Linked DNA regions of Sus scrofa: region 2 is linked to region 1. Evidence: chromatin contacts called from public Hi-C data. All regions are on one chromosome and are shown on one strand. The core of a region is the stretch at or near the end of the contact, and the rest is flanking DNA. Distances in the headings are between cores, read along the strand shown. Region 1 holds the start of PKD2 (polycystin 2, transient receptor potential cation channel). Region 2 holds the start of SPARCL1 (SPARC like 1).

What was found. A called contact is a pair of places that touch in the nucleus more often than the background predicts.
Region 2: a Hi-C map of skeletal muscle shows a contact between it and region 1, with 2.5 times the contacts expected there. The contact joins the promoter of SPARCL1 here to the promoter of PKD2 in region 1. A contact is called at or near these places in 2 of 47 Hi-C or Micro-C datasets (heart right ventricle and skeletal muscle).

Annotation. Positions count from the first base shown.
Region 1 is chr8:131,055,577-131,061,871 of Sscrofa11.1, reverse strand. PKD2 (polycystin 2, transient receptor potential cation channel) reads left to right here and starts at 2,940. Exons shown (of 15, transcript NM_001245979.1): 1 at 2,940-3,712. The coding sequence starts at 3,112.
Region 2 is chr8:131,384,404-131,390,698 of Sscrofa11.1, reverse strand. SPARCL1 (SPARC like 1) reads right to left here and starts at 3,131. Exons shown (of 12, transcript NM_001097422.1): 1 at 2,874-3,131; 2 at 2,002-2,076. It also overlaps a transcript of DSPP not described here.

The sequences.
Region 1 (6,295 bases), core at 1,691-4,190:
TGCATCCTTGGCATGTGGAGGTTCCCAGGCTAGGGGGCTAATCAGAGCTGTAGCCACCAGCCTACACCAGAGCCACAGCAATGCGGCATCCGAGCCACGTTTGTGACCTACACCACAGCTCACGGCAACGCTGGATCCTTAACCCACTGAGTGGTGCCAGAGATCAAACCTGCAACCTCATGGTTCCTAGTTGGATTCGTTAAGTACTGCACCATAACGGGAACTCCTAGATGAAAATATTTATCATAAGTAAGATACAAGAGCTAATAATGAGCACTTACCATGTGCCAGGCAGGGTTCCGATGCCCTACATGTATGTATTCACCTGATCTTCGCAACAACCCTGTGCAGGGAACACTATTATTAGCTCCATTTTCACAGGCACAACTTGGGAAAGCCACTCACCCCAGGTCACACCGCTGGGACGTGGCTCAGAGTTAGCACAGTGGCAGGCACAAGACAAAGCGCTAGTCGGACTCAAGGACCACAGACGTTTCTTCCAGACCTGGGGTTGAAGGCAATGGCATCGTGGGTGACCATTAAGTGCTAGGAGTATGGCAGAAAGGTTTTATGAAACCCCATTCATTCGGAACATATTGGAGCCTCGCAAACCTAGGCTGCCCCAGAATCCTCTGAGAAGATTCAGAATTTTAGGCCTGAAATCCTGGAATTTCTAAATCTATAAGGTTGCAGTGGGGACTTGGAGTGGAATCTATTTTTTTTTTTTTTATTAGCAAGTGTCATGCATGATGCAGATAATCACATGATTAAAATACTGCACTAGGCCTACTGTTCAACAGAACCCTTTGGCTGGGATTCTGCTCTCTGTTCTCGAGCCTGGCTCTCCTCTGGCCGGGTGTCTCTTGGGAAGTCTTTGACTATGCCCTCTAGTATTGCTCTCTTGGGGGCACTGGCATCCTTAGAGGTTCCTTGGATGACAGGCATCACCCAGGACAGTTATTTCTGGTTGGTCTGTCTCTTCTTGAGGGCAGAGGCCACGTCATACTCCGCTCTACACACCAGCTCCCAATCCAGTGCATAGGAAATGTCTTCCGAAGGAATTGATGGATGGCAGGAGCCAGGCCTATGCCTCAGCCCCACCAGCTCCACCCTTGAGAAGCTCGCTGTTAAATGAAGGACACAGATACCCCAACAGGTAAATTGCATGATCAGGTGACGAGCGGCCATAATAATAATCAGGTGACAAGCAGCGCATGTTCTGAGTGCCCAGGGAACCGGTGACAGGTGCTACACATATGGATGTGCGGGATAGGAAACCAGGCAAGAAAACTAAAATTTGGGTGGTTATGGGCTGAACTGTGTCCCCATCAGAAATTCATATTTTGAGGTCCAACACCCCCATCCCACCCCATCAGAGTACCCCAGAATGTACTGAGGTAGGGTCTTTGAAAAGGTCATGAAGTTATAAGTGAGATCATTAGCGTGGGCCCTAAACAAACCTGACTGGTGTCCTCGTAAGAAGAGGAAACTGGGACACAGACACAGAGGGAAGATGACATGAAGACAGAGTGAAGGCTGTATCCCATCTACAAGCCCAGGAGCAACGCCTCAGAAGAAACCAACCCTGCCGACACCTTGATCTTAGACTTCCAGCCTCTAGAATTGTGAGAAAAATTAATGTCTGTGGTTAGAGACACCCAGTCTGTGGTACCCCATTATGACAGCCCTAGAAGAAAAAAATGTATACACACACACATATGTGTGTGTGTGCGCATATATATATTTATAAATATGTATACATATAAAAATATATATACCTTATACACACACACATAGAAGAAGGTTTTGAAAATTCACTAAATCAAGATACGGACATTAAATGTTAACCTTTAAGCTGGCAGAAGCCTCCACAGGTGTCGAAGCATCAACGTGACACAAGCAGGTTTGGTTCTGGAAACACAATTTGGAAACAGTGGGGACCCCAAAGTGAAGGATGATGGTGGAACTGACAGACTAAAACAAGCCATCGGGGTTCTGGGCTACATTACTGCCAATGGGAATAAGCAACAGAGGTCCTATCAGGGAGACATTTGTGGGGCAGAAGTAACACAAGTCGGGGGAAATGATGTGGAGGAGAAGAGGAGAAAGGTGAGGCAACCCTGCAGAAGTGGGAGTGAGGATGCCTCAGATCTCACCTGGGGATACAGGAGGTGAGGCAGGCTGGAAAGAAGAGGGGGAAGGATAAATTTAGTTTGGGATGGGTGCAGTTGGAGACAGCTGCCAAGCATCGAGCTGGATGTGCTCCACAGAGCGGGAATTAAGCGCCGGAGCTCGGACCTGGCATGCGATTCTGTTACTCCCAGGTCAGTCCCGGCTGCAGCAGATGCGGTGGTGGGAAGGGGACGGCTGAGATCACGCGGAGCACCAGCGATCCGAGAGCCCCAAGGCCGAATCCTTGCGGTTCCCACAATGTGTGGAGAGAGGAGCCAACCAAAGATTAAAGAAACCATCCGAAAGGCAGCAGAGTCGGGACGAGGAGGGCCGCCAAGCGCCAAGTTAGTCAGCGTTAGGGGCTAGTTGGTCGTTTTCAAGTCAAAGCTTTCCTTTGCCTCCGCTGCAGACCAGCGCAGGCTGGGTTTCGCCTGTTCGCACCACCGTCCCCTAAAATGGTTCACCCCTCTCCCCGCACTTTGGTAAATCGAGGCAGAAGTGGCTGGGTGGGGGGAACGGAGACCCAAGCCTTATTTCAGGGTCGCGCAGCCAGGGACAGCTCCAGAAGCCCTTGGCTCGCGGGTGGACGGACGGCTCGGCGAGTCCCTCCCCGCCCGAGCCCTTCCACCCGAAAGGAATGCGGCCGCCCGCGCCCGGGCTCAGGCTGCACTTGGAACGCGGACCCGGGCGCCGCGCGCCGAGCGCGCGGACCACGGGGGCGGCTGCCTTGCGCCTCCCCCTGCAGCGCGCGGCGGCCGCCGGGCGAGGCGAGGCGAGGGGGAGGCGGGCCGAGGGGGCGGGCGAGGGACGCGGGACCGCGGGGAGGTCGGGGGCGGGGAGCAGGAGCCGCGGGCCCCGGGAAGAAAAGAACATGGCTCCTGCAGCGGGCAGCGCCGAGCGGGGCACCGGGCGAGGGCGCGCCTGCAGCCAGTGACCGCGATGGTGAACTCGAGCCGCGTGCAGCCGCAGCAGCCCGGGGACGCCCAGCGGCCGGCGGCGCCCCGAACGGCGGGCCCCGGGCGGCTGATGGCGGGCGGCGGGGCCGCGGGCGCTGGCCTCGCGGCCCCGGGCGGCCTCCGCGAGCAAAGGGGCCTGGAGATCGAGATGGAGCGCATCCGGCAGGCGGCCGCGCGGGACCCTCCGGCCGGAGCCTCGGCCTCTCCCTCTCCTCCGCTCTCGTCGTGCTCGCGGCAGGCGTGGAGCCGCGACAACCCCGGCTTCGAGGCCGAGGAGGAGGAGGAGGAAGACGAGGTGGAGGGAGAAGAAGGGGGCATGGTAGTGGAGATGGACGTGGAGTGGCGCCCGGGCAGCCGGAGGTCCGCAGCCTCTTCGGCCGTGAGCTCCGCGGGCGCCCGGGGCCGGGGGCTGGGGAGCTTCCACGGCGCCGGCCATCCGAGCGGGAGGCGGCGCCGGCGAGAGGACCAGGGCCCGCCGAGCCCCAGCCCGGCCGGCGGCGGGGACCCGCTGCACCGCCACCTCCCCCTGGATGGGCAACCGCCCCGAGTGGCCTGGGCCGAGAGGCTGGTTCGCGGGCTGCGAGGTAAGCGCGCGGGACCCGCAGCGGCTGATGCACGAACCAGAACCGCGGGCGCCGCGGGAGCCATCGCCCGCCGGGGCAGCTTTCCGGGGGCTCCACCTCGCGTACCCATTGCGTCCCCGCCTCCCCTGGAAGCGCCTTCCCCACCTCTGCTAAAGCTGCTCTATTTCCGGTGCCCATCGCTGAATTCCAGGGCGCCCTTGTTGGTGCAAACTTATTGGATACCTCCTTCTTCTAAAGGAAGACGTGCCTGCTTATCTTTACCTTTGGAAATAGTGAAAGCCGTAGTAGAGTGAAAGGGTACATCTGGAGATTTTTTTTTTTTTTTCTTGTTAGGGAAAAGAAAAACAGACTAATACAGATGGTGGTTGCAAGCACATATTTGCTCATTTTACCTAATTTTCTACCTAGTAGAAAAATTTGTCCTAGTACCCATGGTCTTCCGCCGGCCTGGATGCCCTAGTGCCCCTTATCCGATTCTGGAAAGGGTAGGCAGTTCAGCGGGAGGAGGGCCATTGAGTAGTTATTGATGGTTTGGTGTTGTGCACGGTTGTTTGCGGGAGAGGGAGCTGTTTTTTGAGAACACCACGAATAGGATAAAATAATGTCTGTTATTTGGCCTGCAATTCTAATTCTTTGTCTAAAATAGTTGCAAAGTGAATGTTAACGTTGTTAAGGATGTTTTTCAATAACTGACGTTCTTTGAAATTCCGGTGAAACAGTGACGTCATCAGATACCACCTGTGGGTAGATGTGTCGAGTTCAGTGCACCCAACCCGCCAAAAGGCAGCAGAGGCATTTTGGAATTTACCAGTGCCTGTTAACAGGACACAGTTTTTCCAAGAGCAGATGGGAGCCTGTTTTTGCAAAGTTTTGTCAGAGGCATCCTTGGAAACGAGTTGCATTGGCTCTTTCCATCCAAATGACTGTCATCTCCACTTTTAATACTTGACCATTCTCAGTTCTTTTGAAATTTCCCCTTCTCTTCTCCTGTCAGTTTTGAAAGTCTTGCACAAAAGACAATCCTGGTGTTTTTATAGACATGTGATTAACCCCAAGTCCCTCCGATACCCAAATCCCAGTTCTGCCACGCGGTCGCTGAGACGTCAGGCAAACTGCCTAACCTCTCTGATCCCCAGTTTTTGGATTTTTTTCAAAAAGGGATAATCATAATACTTAGTTCTTCATTTGGGAGATTAAATAAAAGGAGCCGTTATATGTAAAGCAAGTCTCTGCCATGTTGTGAATGCTGCATAAATATAAACTCATAGATTGTGAAATGTACATTTGGGTACTTTTTTAACACGAGTGATTATGCTGGTTAATTTGATCCAGAGCATGGTAAGAACAAAAGATTCCTTTTGGGTAATCTGAGTGAATAGATTTGTAGAAAAGTTTCCTTTTTTAAGGTTTGAAATTGTATTCAAACAAATTATGTATTTTACATGGTGTTGATTGTACTTTTAAATATAGTCATTCAAATGAGAGAAGTTTCTTGTAAGTTAATACATAATGGTCAATCTTGATCCTTTTAATTTAATTGCATATATTGGTTTATTAAGGAAAAATTTCAGAAAACTTAGAATGAATACGCTAATAATAAAACTTTTGGTCAAACCTTATCAATAGTCTAGTTGGTAGGAGAGCAGACTCACGAAAATCTTTTATATAGAAAATCTTAGAATAAATTTTGTTTTATTACTGTCTTTTCTGAAGACGTAAAATTGATCTTCTTGTCACTTATGAAATAAGTAACATTTAAAAATAATTAGCACCTCCTGTGAAAATAGACAGTGCTAGGTAACACACACACACACACACACACACACACACAAAGAACTAAAATAGCACATCACCATTCTCCTATGGACAGAAACCCAGAAAAATGAAATGAATAACCATGAATGAGATGTGATTTTTCCCCCCTCTTGGGATACCAATGATAAAAACCTCATGTGCAAAAAAGAAAGAAAAGAAAAGAAAAAAATCTTACGTGCATTATCTAAGTAGTGTCCTGGCTCTAAAGAGAGAGTACCTTGAAATTTCTAAATGTAGAGCAAGTAGAAAAACTAGAGTGGTCAGGAGCTGCCTTGGAGGTCTCCCACCTTGATGCCTTAATGTAACTCACTCAAATATCCTGGCTTCCCTTCCTTGTTTATAGAGTGGATGGGTTGACCTTAATGTTCAAGGTCATTTCCTGGCTTCAACCTACAGTGTGCTGTGTAATGATATGAATCTGAGCTGGACAACAAATGATCATTTTTCTCCTTAGCAGGAGTGAGAGAGCAAAGAAGAAATATTTGAGGTCTGGTTGTGGGCAGCATTCTGTCTAACCAAGGAATTAAAAACTTATCCCAAAATATTAGGAAGCAGTCGAAAGTTTTTGAGCAGGAGCAGAACATGCTGAAAGGGAGTATGAGTCAGGCAGTGTGCTGTGCAGGAGAGATTGCAGAGGAAGATAGGGAGGTAGGAGGTAGCCAGCCAAGGGGTGAGGAAGGCCTGGACCAGAGGCTGCGAAGGATGCCCAAAAGACTGCTCCAGTCTTAAAGGTATCCCTACCCAATAATCGTGCTTACTTTTCCCTAG
Region 2 (6,295 bases), core at 1,882-4,381, 330 kb before region 1:
TTGTTTTTCCACTTCTTTGGGTAAAAAAGAAAATTCAAAGCTTTTTTCTTTCTTTCTTTCTTTTTTTTTTGTCTTTTTGCCTTTTCTAGGGCCACTCCTGTGGCATATGGAGGTTCCCAGGCTAGGGGTCTAATCAGACCTGTAGCCACCGGCCTGCGCCAGAGCCACAGCAACAAGGGATCCGAGCCACGTCTGCAACCTACACCACAGCTCACAGCAACGCCGGATCCTTAACCCACTGAGCAAGGGCAGGGATCGAACCCGCAACCTCATGGTTCCTAGTCGGATTCATTAACCACTGTGCCACGACCGGAACTCTGCTTTTTTCCTTCTTGACCCCCCAGTTTTCCTGCCAGAAAAATTATTCCAAAGGCGTAATCAAACACTTCCTCACTGTGTCTAATATTCTGCTGGTACGCCTGACATTTAAGAAACATTTAATTCCTACAACGACTCCATTATGGGTATGCTTATCATCACTTGCTTAAGAGATGGGTAAACTGAGTCCTGCAGGTGTGAAGTGACTGCCAAGCTCACACAGCCGGTAAGAGGTGGAGTCAGGACTCAAACTCAGGCGTGTTAGATGCCGAAATCCATGCCTGATGCACTCTTCTGGGCTGACTCTGAGGCAAAGACCTGGCATTGATGTTTATTATACAGCAAAGTGTGGACGTGCAAGGAAGAAATCTTGAGGGAAATCCTAGAGTAAATTCCTCTTCTATGGAGTTACATTTGGGAAAAATAGACAGATTAGTGTTTTAAAATAAGCTCTGATCAGTGGATTGATTCATATGTATCAGACAGAGCTGTTTTCTTCACTTATCGTAACAAATCTCCACGATAGCAACCAGTTTTATAATCCGTCCCCATTTCTGCAGTTGAAGGGACTGAGGCTCAAAGAGTCATTTGTCTCAAGTCACAGAGCCTGGAAACACCCAGATATAAACCAGATCTTTATGTTTCTAGAGCACGTGATCTTATTCACTTTATTACATCATCTCTCTGCAGTCAGTCAAGACCACACACCCTGTTCCCCCAAATTCTGCTCATCTTTTGATGCCCGGGACAAAAACCAGACTGACCTCAGGTTGCACTACCATTGCAAGCGCAACTTTTGGGGGAAGAGGCTTGGTGGGCCCTGAATGAACCAGACCCTGGCCTAATTTGGCATCTCCTGGGGAATTCTGGATTTATGGGCCCCTTTCTCCTTGACTGAAGGTTGTTCTGGAATGACATATGAGGGAAAAGGGCATCTGAAGTCTGAAAAACAGTCACTTATGTTCTTGGTGAAAAAAGATTCCCAACACGTTCTGGACATTGTGCTAAACTTAACTAAAACAGCAGTGTTTGTGTACTGTTACATATCAACCGAACAAAAATAACAAGCAGTCAAGAGGAAATGAAATGAAGAATGTTTAGGAGTTGTCCAGAAATATCACTATTCATTTCATTTCTGTCATCACTATTTATTATTTTTACTTAGTTGATCAGTGAAACTGCACGACAGGCTATTGGGAACTAAATCTCAAATGACCTGGAAAGGAAACCCCAGTCCTCAAATTGCTAAATGGCTGGGCAAACATTCCCTGAAAGAAAAAAGGCAGGATTCATTACAAACATGCACATATTCTTTTCCAAAACGTGGAAAGCAGCATTGCCGGACTGGATGATACAGACTACTGTGCTTTGCTGGCTCTTTTGAATGGACAGAAGTATAAACTTAAATCTTTCCTGAGAGGGATGTCCTTTTCAAAACAGCAGTCAGAGTTAACAACAGTCATAACCATCAAGCTGTAGCTGAATAAGCTGTGAACTGAAAAAAAGCTGGTATCCATGAGAAAGAGGAGAATTAAAAAAGAAAAGGTTTCTGCTGAGTTAGACCAAGTGGACATTTCTATTCAGTGTACTTAGGCCCTGCACCAGAGGAGAGCTGAGCTATAACGCCAAGGTGACACATTTCAGATTAAAGGCAGGTCAAGAGAGATGCCCTCTGTGCACTACCTCTTGGTTGTAGTATCCGCAGCATCCATCTGCAGTTGAAAGCCTGGTTTTCTCCTCCGGGGTGACCTTGAATACCTGGGAGGAGCGACGGAGCCTGACTTGCATTATTGGTTTATTTTAGACGAGAGAGCCAGAACAAAAACGCCCTGCAGTGTAGGATTTATCATCATGTTTTAGCTCTTTGATTCCCACTCCCTCCTTTTTTCCTTCCTAAATAAGAAGGCATCACTAGGAGTTAGAAATTTTGTGTATGTGTGTGCATCCTAAAAACGATAGGAGTCAAGAGACAATGAGTCATAAAACTATAAAAGGGAATCAGAAAAAAAAATAGTCACAATAACTAAAAAATAATCAAAGAAAAATATAGTATTTTAGGGATTTTCTTACCTTTCAGAAAAGCAAAATATTCCATTTTTACGTTCCTCTTAGGTATAGGCTGGGACAGTGGTGATGATTGAATAATTCAGATAATTTAAACATGAAAAACTCTCAAATTACTTTGATTAAAAAGTTTTTTTAAAAACTGCTTTCCTTATGATGTCTTTAATATATTTGGCAAAGAATTTCTGCAAAACACATTTCAGGATCTCAGCCTTCACCAAGATCTGAATGCTAGTCTGGCCAACAGCAATTCAACATTTGCATTCCTAGTTTACACTAAACCCACCATTTATTCCTACTTACTATTTAATCTTGGATAAGAAAGTGTTAAAATTCTCTAGTAAGTTGATTTTCTGTAAATCAGGCAAAAGGATTTTTTGTTGGTAAAGAAGATGGCTTTGTATCAGGCAAAAATATTAGACATCTTTAGCAGATCATGCAAACCGGTTAACAAATGCAATTAGATAATACAGTAAACATATTACAGTTACCTTCAGGTAGGTGGCTGGACCCAGAGCCTTGGCAGGAATTTGAAGTTGAATCTTCTCTTTGCACACAGCCAGAAAATAAAAGTTTGACAAATACCCAATACTCTATATATCTCTTTCCTCGTTAGCTCTGCTTCTTTGCCCAGAAACACATTCAGGTCTATTGGAGTTGAAATTCTGCTGCTCTGTCAACTAGTCAGGGTCTGAGGTGACAGATGAATTTGGAGGTTGGCACTGGGACGTATTTCAGGCTGTCATCGTTTTTGTTGCAGATTCCTGCAGTTCTCCAGCGGGCTAGCCTCTTACTCCGAGGCGAGGGCGTGATGAGCTTTCCAGGCTGTGCAGACCCACAGGGAAAGAGCTCCTTCTGCCCGAGAGAATGGGGTTAACAGTCCTCTTCTCAGGCGCTTGTTCTCAGAGGCTTATAACTTGGCCAGAATATAAGGCTTGGCTCCTTATGCCTTTTTTTTTTTTTTCCTCCTCCTTTTTCAAACAACTCTAAAAGGTTTTACAAGCTGGATCCTTTTTTTGTTGGGGGGGGATTTTTATTTTAAGACTTTGAAAAGAAACTCCATGCTGTGGTTTCTTCCTGAAGGAAACTGAGGGGTGGGGGTTAAGGAAGGGGAGAAGAATAATTGCATTTTTATATTGCTTAGGTAAAAGCTGTTCTCAGGGGTAGGTCTGGATTTAGTAACGGCAGGGTACCTCAGATACTGTAGCCTTCAGAAGTTTAGCTGTATACGAAGCAAGCATCACTCCTTCACTTGCGTGATCACTTGCATGCCGCTCAGAAATGTTGCTCTTCGTAGACTATTCTTCCCCCCAGAACACTCCCTACCATAACCCCCTGTGCAATGATCGGTCTGTAAGAAGTCTTCCCATGAAGTAGACTTGGTGTTCTGCTTATTTATATGTGCATCCAATCTCTTCCACTGCTATTTCTACATTTATTGCACACGTATTAAGTGTCACATGGACGGACTTTTTTTTTTGATGCATTCATTTCAGTTGATATTCGCAAGTCTACACGAAGTATTACACCCATCTGATGAGGGTGTGGTTTAGCGGGGCCGTCTCCATGTTTGAGGCCACACAGCTTGGGTTTGCATCTTGGTTCCTAATTGTAAATGACCTGGGACAAGTTATGTAATGTCTCTAAGCTCCTGAATCCTTATCTATGAGACGAGGACGCAACTGAGGGGGGGCTAGTAGTGTTTGTCTCAGGCGGTGTTCTGCATTTTAAGTAGGTAGACACCTACCATCCAGCAGACACTCAAGGTGAGCTCTTAGGATTTTCATGAGGAAAGCAGAGAGAGCTTGGTACGGCTGAGCGACTTTTCCAGGGTCTTGTAGGATTCCAACCCAGCTACCCTGGCTGATTGCTGCACTGTCACTCAACCTCTAGGCTATAAAATCTCCTTCCGAGTGAGCTGTGAGCTCCTTAAGGGTGAGGAAGGCTCTTTCTCTATTCTCCACGTGCCTAACACAGTGCTTTGTATACTGTAAAAGCTCCGTTAAGGTTAGGTAGTTATAATTTAACTTAGATTTTTCTACATTTTTTTTTTTTTTTTTTTGCCAAAGGCAGGTCAAAAGCAAAGCAATATTAAAAATAAAGAAAAACCCCACCTATAGTTCTAGGCAAATATGCCCTCAGATGATTGTGCCCAAGCACCTTAGAAACACTTGCCCTGTTTATTTTTCAGGACACCGCAAGAGAAAGGTAATAAGAATTATCTCAGTTTTGCAGTTGGGGAAATTTGGGAGCAGAGGAAACTGGGCAGTTTGCCTGGGAACTGAAAACAAGTCACTGTGCAGCTGGGAACTGTCTCAACATCTTTAGAATCAGGATTGCTTGTTCCAAACTGCCTTTCCAGGCGCAGGGTGAAATGACGTGATGTCCGTTTGCCTCAGACAATGGGATGTTTTTCCTTAGCCAGGGTCTGGGGTGTGAGCAGTCTCCTCGGAGGAAGGATCAAAGGGGTGGGCTGTGTTTGATTTTGCTTCTCCTCTTTCTCTGTGCACAGCTGGGTCTGAGAAGTGTGGGAGACACAGGCACCGTTTCTCCAGGGGCTCCCAGGGGCCCCAGGTGTGGTGTGGCTGTTGCAGGGTAGGCAGGACAAGCACTTCCGAAGCTCTTGCCTGAGGCTGGCTAAAGGAAATTTGCTTCGGGACCCAAAATGTTACCTTCTTCTTCTAACAACATTCCCCATTTATTTGCCATAGCTTTATAATATTCATTTCAGGTAATTACCTGAATTCCATGAGTACGAAGAGAAAATTTTAGCTAGAAAGCTATGGAAAAAAGGTTTGGCCAACAAAAATATCTTTTCTAATACTGAAGTTGATACTTTACGTTTTTACAAAATTATCATAGTAGAATTTCTTACAGACGTTTACAGTAACATAAAAAGGTTGGTTAGAATAAACTGGATTTATCTCTCAAATGTACCCTGAAAATTCATTTATAAGTGGCAAAGCCTGAGAATTTTGACTCTCAGTTATACAGGATGTTTGCTCTAGGTCTCACTGAGCTCTAACTCGATTTAAAAGACCACTGTATTTATTATAACTAGATAACAAAGAAAAGTGTGTGTGTGTTTTAATAAAAAGACCTTGAATCCACAGTGTCTTTTAAGTATGGCTTTATTTTGGGAATGTTTATGGGCAGATATCCAAACTCTTACTGTTTCTGAAGCTGTCATTTCTAAGATAGTTTACAGCGCATGGATCTGAGGAAAATAAAATTGCAACAACACTTGCCTAACAGATGGAGCTGTTGAACCGATTTAGAAACTCATCCAGTGTCTGAATGTGATGGGAGAATGTTGATAAATAAGGAGATGATTACGCTGCTGCGTATAAACCGACCCGTGCAACCTCAGCACTGGTCAGAAGCTAACATCAAAGTTGAGGGTTTTTTTTTTTTTTTTTTTTTCCCAACTTTAGTGCTAGGATGTCCTTTGAGAAACTGATGTACGTTCCTAAAGTTTATCCATAAACATCCCCTCCCCTAGGGGCTCCATGAAGTTGAGAACCTCTGACTCAGGTGAAGGACCAGTGAACACATTCATCAGTCCTCAAGCACTGAATGAGCCTTTTTGCAGCACATGGCACAAGTCCCCGGGTGACCGGAGAGAAATGTCATAGCTCCTGCCCCGTAAGAGTGTAAGAAACAAGACATGCCCTCCTGGTCAGAAGGGGGCGTGATTCTCTTGGAGAAGTGAAGAGCCCCAGGTAGGAAGTGAGTACGGATGAAGGATGCTGCAGTGACAGCAGAGTACCCACAGTTATGTGGTCAGGACCTGCCTATAGGGCTCTTCTCCTTGCTTACGCCATGTATTAGTTTTCTAGGGCTACCATCACACAGTGCCACAGACTGGGTGGCTTGCATAACAGAAATTTATTGTCGCATGGTTCTGGAGGCT